Linked DNA regions of Danio rerio: region 2 is linked to region 1. A link is a contact called in public HiCAR-type data. All regions are on one chromosome and are shown on one strand. Each heading gives the region's core, a stretch centred on a gene start, on an enhancer-like site or on the middle of the called end of the contact. The rest is flanking DNA. Distances are from core to core; before and after follow the strand shown.

Region 1 (5,229 bases), core at 884-3,383:
TAAAGGTGACTTGACTTGACTTCTAATTTTTGTTTTATGTATGTATTTAATTTCAAATGTATTTATTTAATTTAATCATTTTTATAATGTTGTATATTGTTCATTTATCTACTTTAATTAATTAATTAACCTAAATTATTAGTATTTTTTTATTTCATTTTTAAAACTTTAACCCACATACCCCTTCTCTCAACTTGTCATGGTCTGATCTCTCTCGATCTGTAGCTGTGACAGTGTTTTCTTGTATAACACTTTCTCATTTATGAGAAGTGACCCGTGTGGAATGTGGGGTTCTGAACTCTTGACCTTGGAGCCACATGGCATGATGAAGCCTTTCATCTGAAATATGAGCAAATACAAGGCATGTTTATGTATGGCTACTTAGAGATTCCCTTAAAGCTGTCTCGAACACAAAAATGAAGATATGTCAACATGTATGACACGTTGTCATGCTGCTCTCTCTCTCTATAAATATTTATAAAAGCAAAGTTTAGCAGAGGACAGTGCTCCACCGTTATTTGGTGAAATGGGCAATTGTATGTAGTTACTTACATGCATTTTTGTAAGTTGTGTATGGCAGCACTGAAAGGTAGAAATCGATATTATGAAAGTTTTTATTTAATCCAACATTGGTCATTTGCTGCCCTCTTGTGGAAAGTTTGCTTTAAAACAAGTTACTTAAAGCAAATAAATGGATTGAGTATACTAGATTTGTGTTTAGTGATGCCTTTATTAATGTTTAGATTATATAATTTGCTTGCTTTTTGTACATAATTCTTCGAATATGTTATATGTAAACACAATAATGCTGGTAACATACATTTACAGCACTCAATTAAGATTCTGATTTCAATTTATCTCCCTAGTTCAAAGTTAATTAAAATAATTAGTCTCCATTCACTTTTGATTGCTAATGAGTGGCTAAAAGTTTTTTTTTTTTTTTTTGTATGATGCACAAAAAAAATCTCAAATCTCAGGTTCAATCTCTGAGGTGTTAAAATATGAAGTACTATACAGTCCATTTTTTTTTCTGCTCATAAAACTACTAGAAAGTGCAAATAGGAAATGGTTCAACCAAAAATATAATAATTTAATTGACTTCCCCTCAAGAGGTTCCATACCTTTGTGAGGTTCTTAAAACAGAAACTTTGAAGAATATGTTAATGTTTTAAGACAATCGATTTTTTGTTATTTTAGGTTTACTCACATTTATGAATGTAGCATTTGCAAATAATATAACTTAAATATTAACTAAAGCAAGCACTGTATTTATTACTGTTACAGATGCCTAAAACAATACCTTTAGACAACAAGTTTTGAATACATATTGCTAAACAGTATTATTAATCTATATAGTTTCAACGTGGATTTGAAAATCTTGTGTGATGATCTGTATGTCTGTACAGATATTTTTTCTTTAATTGTTTTTTTTTTTTTTTTTTAACAACAGCAAATTTACAATTTAAACCAGACATCCAAATAATACAAACGCAAATAACATAAAATTAACTAAAAATAATTACACAATCAAAATAAATAAAAACACAACTTCGGTATAGAAACTTTTACAATGACCAAGGAATTAACCTACAAAAATTGAAAGAAAGTTTACTATTCAATTAACTCAACTCCTTTGCAACTCGACCTGTATCTGGACATTTTTTATTTATTTATGTATTTGCTATTAATATACTGGAGGGAGTCTATATGTTGAAAACCTTTAAACAAGGTTTAGGATTATTCAATTGAAATTTATAAATATGAATTTTGTAAGTAATATCAAAAGATTGATTATAAATTCCACAGATAAATTGTTTAAGTCAAAATAAAATACATCTTTGTGGGCAAATTACAGCTAAAACCTGATTTATTTTTGGACAACGATAAGTCATCCCAAAACTTCTTTAAATCAAATGTTGACATTCACAAAAAGATGAACCAAAGACTCTGGATGATCTACACAGAATGAGCAATTTCCATCAGTCTGCATGAATTTAGATAATGTATAATGGCTAACGCAAATGTTATCAAGTATTTTAAAACGTCTGTACAGAGATTCAGAACACAAAAGATGAGGACGGCGTCAGAAAAACGTCAACCATGTGGCCAATCACTGTCGAGAAAGTGCGCGTGCGCATTAGTTCATTTTCACCTCCCCTCAGCCCTGCTCAGTGCTTTATCATTTCATAGTTGTCTTAGTGAGAATTTTCAAGCTGCAGAGATGACCGATGTTCAACTCTCGTCAGAAGCTGTCAACCAAAGCCACGGAAAAGAGACAAAATGTAACCATTTAGCAGACACTAAAGAGAAGAATTGAGCTGTGGCGATCGACAGAATGTTCTAGAAGGGTCATGTGATGTCCGGAGACCAGTTATGTCGCACTTTTAAAAAAAAATACGCTGACGTACGTCTGTGGAGTTCGACCGCCGTCGTACAAATAAACGTGATCAATTGTAAAACACCGTTTCGGGTCGAAGTCAGGTATAAAACGGGAATGTTACTAAGGGGTGCGTTTTAAAACAATGTTTTCTCGGTTTTAAAGGCGCGAGGGGAAGAAGGGAGCACGTGAGGGGTCTTGTCCAATGGGACTGGGCGCTTTCAGCAGGAGGGTATAAATACCAGGCGGTTGCCGTGAGAGACGTCCGCCATTGATGACTAACCTTTCACAGAAACAAGAGTTATTTCAAACGTATACATGTTTATGGTGTTAATTTGGTCTGCTGGCTAAGAAGGCTTAGCTTAAAATCTTTAAATCGTTTTTCAGAGAGGTTTTTTTCGGGCTCAAAACATCAACAAGATCCTTCGGTTGGTGAAGTTTTCCAGCTGAGCTCCTTCTGCACTGCAGCGTCTGTCTCAGTTCGGCCGTTTAAACTTTCTTTGTTGTGCTCGAGACGGAAAGGTAAATTTTGGGTCCAAGTTGAGCTAGCTTCATTTAGCTGGCGGAATGGCTATGGGAGGGACTGTTAGCTGAGCTCAATGTCAGCATCTGACGGGGCGGGGTAATGTGTGGCTAGCTATGCTAGCGTTAGCCGGGCGCCATTTTGTGGCTCAAGGCTTGCTAACACAATTATCGGTGAATTCGTGTAAACTGATCTCTAATTACTTGAAATGTGTTATATGGATGTATACGTTGCAAAGTGTCCGTAAAGATGACGGTTTATGCAGAGGCGACACTTTTGTGGGGGTTTTTTTTGTCGAAACGGAAGTTGGTGTTGCGTCATCCAATGAGGTCGTCGAAATTATGTAACACGCGTTGTCCAGGATTGAGTAAAGGAACAAGCTAAATGTTGCGTGTAAACGCACCATATGGCATAACGTTATCTATCTCAAATGAGTGTATGGAGCCGTCTCTGATTGTATATTATCATATGCGTTAGCCGTTTTGTTGATAAACAGAATTTCTCTCTGCCTGATTTGTTCAAAGTTAGACGAATGTCATTCTCCTTTGTGCAGTATTCCATTTGTCCAATTGGCATGCGTTTGACTACAACAAAACAAATATAAATAGTCACTGCGTCAATACATTTGTCTAGACCAAATGCAAAAGGTTAAAAACAAACATGAACTTCTATTGTTTTTTTTTTCTCCAAATGAACATTGTCAAAGAAAATTTACAACCTTGCTTTCTCCCCTGTCCTCCTAAAAACATTCCCTCCCCATTCATAATCAGACCAGTGTGGAACGAAATGTTTTACGTTATAGCATTCAAAAATAAAATAAAAAAATGCATCTTTACGTTTTATTTTTCATAGTTTTTCTTGTATTAAATTTGTAAGTCTTTAGCCTTCTTGTACAATGTTTTTGTTTGTTTCTAAAACTTTTATATAAATAAAGTGCACTTAATGATCAATTTAACTTTTGTAAATGTTTTTGATTATGAGCAAAAGTATATTTTACTGAACAAGATGATGACCTTTTAGTTTGGGGTAAGTAAGAAAAGTATAACCTCTGTTGGTAAGCTAAATAAAGCTTGCTCACGAGTACATTAAAGAATGTCCCTTATCAGTTAGATGTATTGTGTTAAAGCATTGTCAAAGGTAAGTTAACGTATAAATGAAACTGAAATCCCAAGTATTTGAAAAGTAGTGAATTTTATTTGTGGATTATATTTATTGTGTTTAATTGACAAGTGGATTAGACACTAGTTTCAAAAGTAATATCTAGAATTTTTAATTTATTTTGAAAATGTCAAGTTGACAATTTAATTTGAAAGCACAAGTTAATTTTATATTGCAATAGATAAGTCATCTGTACTGTATAATTTTTACATAATTGCCATCATGTTTAGACTTGAATTTATGGGATTTTAGTTGACAAGTAATTTATACATTTGGTTATCTTTTATTATAATTTTCTATATTCAGTAAATGATTCGGATTAAACTCTAAAAGGTTTTTTTATTTTATTTCAAGAGTGAAGCTAAAAAGCATTATAGCAGTGTGCTTTTATTAGGCAATAGAGGGCAGTGCATACCACAAAACCTGCAGTAGTCCTGCATACTAGACTACTGTATGAGATTGACTGATTTGGCACTTGTGCATTACTAAAAAGAATTTGTATTTGATATGAGCTCCTACGTATATGCTTATCACAAAACGACTTGTGATTTAAACAGGCTTGTGCTCTGCTGTATTTTTCTGCTTTGCCTTTGATAATAAACAGCAGTGCAGAATGGTATGAGGATGTTGACACTGCTCTCCCTGTTTACAGTGGCACAGACAGTGGATCTGTAATGCTCGCTGAGCTGCCTAGGTGTAGCGGCGAAAACCCTTTTCACACCGATCAGCATCACTCCCAGGATCAGCTCAGGCTATGTCTGATGTGAAACCCCCACAGCATTTCACCATGAATGGGAATCCCCCTCCCCCAGAGTTCAAGAACCCCAAAAAGCCTGGCCGCCTCACCAATCATTTGCAATATATAGAAAAAGTGGTGATTAGGGCCCTGTGGAAACATCATTTCTCCTGGCCATTCAGACAGCCAGTGGATGCGGTCAGACTCAATTTGCCAGTAAGTATTAAGGTGCTTTGTCATTAGATTTTTTTTCCCTGTTTATAGTTGTTTTACTGATTTATTTATTTTTTTTACTTTAAAAACAATAATAATATGCTGAAAATTATCTGTGATCTCAGGATTTCTACTTTGATTTTTAGGATTATTATACAATCATCAAAAACCCAATGGATTTGACCACCATTAGAAAGCGTCTTGAGAACAATTACTACTGGA
Region 2 (5,145 bases), core at 102-2,601, 270 kb before region 1:
AACCACAGAAACACCAAGATAATAATCTAAACAGCAAGCCTTTCGTTTGACATCTGCTATTGCCTATTTTTGTCAAAAGTAAAATGAATTACTAGGTATCTAAAGAGGAAAAAAATCAGTAAATCAGAAACGTTAATATCTCTTGACAACTGTGATATTCTTCTGAACATCAGCAATACTGCTTTTAACGTGAAGCATCATGCTTAAGGCCAAATTACAAGTGTGCTAAAGTCCAATAAAACAGACATTATCCAATGTATTTACATTTTTAAAATAAACACTCAAAAGTGACTTTTGAGTGTTGGTTGACAGCCTGTGAGATACAGCTGACAAGTCAAATTCTTTCAAGTCAACATTTTGACTAGTGAGCAAAAGAAAACACTGATTCTTGACATGGCTGGCAAAGATCTAGGACAGAAAAAAAGGTTGAAGCAGGATCTTAGTTTGCCACAAAAAGTTGTCATGCAGCAGAACAGAGTTTGTGCATCTGCTAAAACTAATGGATGTAAAGTAAGATTTATCAAAATCATGTGTAAGTGGACAGCCTGTGAGAGATATGCTATTATGTCACTCAGTGATTTCATTCACGCCATAAAATGTGCGTTTTACAGCCATTAAAAGTTCTGTGGCTAACACAAATCATTTAAAAGGGCCTATTTTTAAACACCATTCAAAACGATCGACTGAGATTTCCAACAGAAAGCAATAGGCTGTCGGGATGTTTGTTTGCCACGATGCGCAAACGCGTTGCGCACAGATTCCATCCAATCAAGGTCGCGCCAAGCGCCTTCAAGACGAGCGTCTAAACGCGTCTGCGCTCTTCAAGTGTCAAACCCGCGACTAGAGGCCGCGACACAAAACTCCCAGCTGACATGGAAAACGGCTCGTCTCATCCGGTGACTGACGTCGCTTTGCATCGATTCTGACACCCATCTTGTAAAAGTGTGTATAAAGTGTGTTGCAGGGTGAAAACGAAAAACCTCGCAAGTGCGCTCCTCAGATGCAGAAGAGCGTCCAACTTTCCCCCAAATACAATACTGTTTAGAGTTATAGCGTATATGACAACGGAAGGGTGAAATGTTAGTTTGCAGGATTCGTGACTTGCACGGTGTGTTGACATACCTGATGCCCGTGTACATTAGCTCTCGTGCCCGTGCAAGGACTCACTGTACCCATCGCGCTCTCATCTCTCAACACGGTTAAACACACATCCGGCAAGGGAAGACGTTCGTAAGCTTTAAACCTACCTTCCCAGAGAATGACACTATAACACGGGGCAAGTTTGTCATGGTACTTGATTACGGTCCTTTTTTTTTCGTCCTCCATCCGTTACAATGTCGCCATTTTGCCTAAAATTCTGCAGGTTGAACTAAAACTCCGAGAGGGATGTTTGGTTTCTGCTTTCACAAATGACACCACACACTAAGACCCGACAAAATGTTTACTTCCTTTCAAAGTGAAAGTGGAAATTTAAGGTAGTGTAGTTTTTCACCGAGGAATTGTGCATTTGGTCTTTATTGAGAGTTGTGGTTGTGGTAGGTACTGTAGCCCCCCTCTCGCGATATGGAATATTCCACAGACACAGAGTGAATTCTTCTTAGGTGAAGTTGCTGCTTGTGTTGAAAAAAGACAGGAAAGATGGTGGAAAGGTGGACTTGCACACCTAGGGATGGTTTGGTCAGTAATATTTATTGACAGAAATTTCCTTTCATTTTGACAGACTGTCGTGAGCATTTCTTGTTGGCAATTGTTTAAACTGATTGATAAATAGGTAATGAGGTTTGGTAAACTGTAAAAACAATTGTGGCTGTTGTATAGAATGGGTTACCATTACAGGAATGTTTTTATTTAATTATTTTTATTTTTTTATATGTTTCTTTATATGTTTGTGTAGTCAGTTTGTTTGTATATTTACTTATTTAAGTTAAATAAAGTGATTTTCTCACTCTTATGTAGTCTCACACCTGTAAAGGTTTTAAAAGAAGACATTTTTTAAGACATTTTTTTTTTCTTTTTTAAGTATTTCCCAAATTATGTTTAACAGAGCAAAGAAATTTTCACAGTATGTCTGATAATATTTTTTCTTCTGGAGAAAGTCTTATTTGTTTTATTTCGGCTAGCATAAAAGCCATTTTTAATTTTTTAAACACCATTTTAAGGTCCAAATTATTAGCTCCTTTAAGTTTTTTGTTTTTCTACAGTCTACAGAACAAACCATCAGTATATAATAACTCAATAAATCAGTTATTAGAAATGAGTTAATAAAACTATTATGTTTGGAAATGTGTTAAAATGTGATTATATACATATATATATATATATATATATATATATATATATATATATATATATATATATATATATATATATATATATATATATATATATATAAATGCAGCAGCCAGAGTTCTGACCAGGTCTAGAAAATATGATCATATAACCCCAATTTTATCCTCCTTACACTGGCTGCCTGTTAAGTTTCGTATTGAATTTAAAATATTACTTCTCACCTATAAAACTCTAAATAATCTAGCTCCTGTTTATCTAACCAAACCTTCTGTCTCGCTACAATCCAACTCGCTCTTTAAGATCTCAAAATTCAGGGCTTCTGGTAGTACCTATAATATCAAAATCAAGTAAAGGAGGTCGAGCCTTCTCTTTCATGGCTCCTACACTCTGGAATAGCCTTCCTGATAACGTTCGAGGCTCAGACACACTCTCCCAGTTCAAAACTAGATTAAAGACCTATCTGTTTAGTAAAGCATACACTCAATGCATCACCTAGCGGGTTCCACACAGGCTTCTGCATCTTGTTTATATACACTATGAACAGCAGCTACGCTAATTATTCTCTTTATTCTCTATTTTCACCTGGGGATACTCATCCCGAGTTCCTCAGATTATGCGGGGTCACTGATTGGATCCAAGACCAGCGACGAGATGATCCCAAGGATTCCATATCCGGGTCCAGGCCATATCCTGAGCTGCTGCTGCGCTGATGGTCGTGGGGAGTGGAGAACATGAGTCTGATTCCAGCGACGCTCCAGGGACAGACGAGTCTTCACTGAGGCCATCTTCCAGCCTCCACCACGGCGACTGAAGCTCTGCACAAGACTTTTGGCCAGCGGAGAAATTAAAATGGTCGTGCCCAACTGAGTCTGGTTCTCTCAAGGTTTTTTTTCTTCACTCCCATCAGGTGAAGTTTTTTTTCCCTCTCTGCTGTCGCCACTGCCTCGCATGGTTCAGGATTGGTAGAGCTACGCATCGATGAATTTGCTCTTCAGTGTTTGAACTCTCAGTAATGATTAAATCACACTGAACTGAGCTAACCTGAACTGAACTTAAACACTAAAACTGAACTACACTGTTCCAGTTACTATGACCATTTATGTGAAGCTGCTTTGACACAATCTACATTGTAAAAGCGCTATACAAATAAAGCTGAATTGAATTGAATATATGTATATATATATATTTATATACACATATATATATACACATATATATATATATATATATATATATATATATATATATATATGTGTGTGTGTGTGTGTGTGTGTGTGTATAATAACATAAACACATTTTGATGGGACTGGAAATATTTTGATTACTAGCTGTCTTCAACATATTTTCTTTTATTTTAAGCAGAAAACAGAAAGTAATGAAGTTTTGAAACAATTTGAGGGTTTATAGCTTTCAACCAGTAATTATCAAATGTATAAAGTTAGCATAAAACCTGTATTTATTTATTTGTTCACAACTAGTTTAATGTACATTTCATGCTACTAATAAACCATTAACTAAGACGTTTAGCCTACTACACTACTTTTTAGCTGCTTATTAATAGTTAATAAAGTAGTAGTTGAGTTTTAAGGATTATGGATTTAAATTGAGACCATATTTTATAAGTGCTAATAAACTGTTACAATTTTTCGTAATTGCTTTGACCCAGTTTTTGAATTATTTATTATTATTTTGTTTTTTAAAACAATAAGTTAAGATCTCTGAACAATATTTCTTCTTCACATCAGAATGGAATTACTTGCTAATTTGAGCAAATTACAAAGTCACTGACATTTGTGCATCTGTAAGCACAATTGTCAGTAGTTTGGATAAAAACTAATTGAATATTGCTAGTTGATCAAAACTGATTAGTCGAGTCTTATTTAAACTGTCAAACTCACAACTTTTCAATCATTTTTTATTATGTAAGCCATCACCCTCAAAAACATTCATTCTGTTATCAAACATGTATTTACACACATCTTTACACCATAAATATCTGATTTTGACATTGTTTGTAATGTTGCTAAAACTGTTCTAATTGTAATACAATTTAAATGAATGATTTAACCTATCTAGTCTGGGAAGATATACAGTAGTCAACATTTAAAGTGGATCAAAATGTTTCCAGTTGTGCAAAACCTTTTTTGCGTTTGTTTGTTTTTTGAGAATGGAAAACATCCACAATCCTAAACTGCAGCAACATGATAATGGAAGAGCAATTGAAAAAGATGTAATCTCTAGCCTGACTGACTGATTTTTGTGTATTTGTGGTAACATAAGGAATATGTACAATACTGTAATTACGCTCATACAAATATAATGTACAGTATACAAATGTTTTTGTTTAGTATTATTCTATGTACTGTTGACTACTCTAAACAAATATAGTTTTTTAAACCTTAATTTCCATGGTTGACTTGAGTGTCATGGTGAAATACAACTAAACATTTTGACCAGTGTGGCTCACACGATGACAAACATACATTATGTTTTGGTGGCCTTGGCCAAATTTTTGACACGATAATTAGGTTTTGAAGCATAAATGAATTTTTTTTGTGAGTAACCCCAAATAAAAGGTTGGGACAGTATGGAAAATGCAAATAAAAAAGCAGACAATATAAACACAAAATATTTAATGTTTTGTCTGGTCAACTTCATTTCATATGTAAATATACATCACTTACTGTCATTCAGAGTATAGCAACACTTTCCAAAAAAGGTTCAGGAGCAATTTAAGGCTAGTAATCAGGTAAATTGGTTAAATAATTATGTAATTTGAAACAGGTGATGTCAACAGGTGCTTCTAATTATGATTTGGTACAAAACCAGCATCCAATAGGAGTCTAGTCCTTTTGA

Evidence for each region. HiCAR-type assays count read pairs that join an accessible place to other places.
Region 2: a contact with region 1 is called in a HiCAR-type map of caudal fin, with 10 times the contacts expected there. The contact joins the promoter of znf644b here to the promoter of brdt in region 1. A contact is called at or near these places in 9 of 18 Hi-C or Micro-C datasets (caudal fin, embryo, fibroblasts and 3 more) and 3 of 4 datasets of contacts at active chromatin or transcription factors (caudal fin, embryo and gastrula embryo).

Annotation. Positions count from the first base shown.
Region 1 is chr6:26,853,889-26,859,117 of GRCz12tu, reverse strand. brdt (bromodomain, testis-specific) reads left to right here and starts at 2,133. Exons shown (of 20, transcript NM_001305664.1): 1 at 2,133-2,899; 2 at 4,711-5,010; 3 at 5,154-5,229. The coding sequence starts at 4,813.
Region 2 is chr6:27,122,820-27,127,964 of GRCz12tu, reverse strand. znf644b (zinc finger protein 644b) reads right to left here and starts at 1,351. Exons shown (of 7, transcript XM_073954091.1): 1 at 1,123-1,351.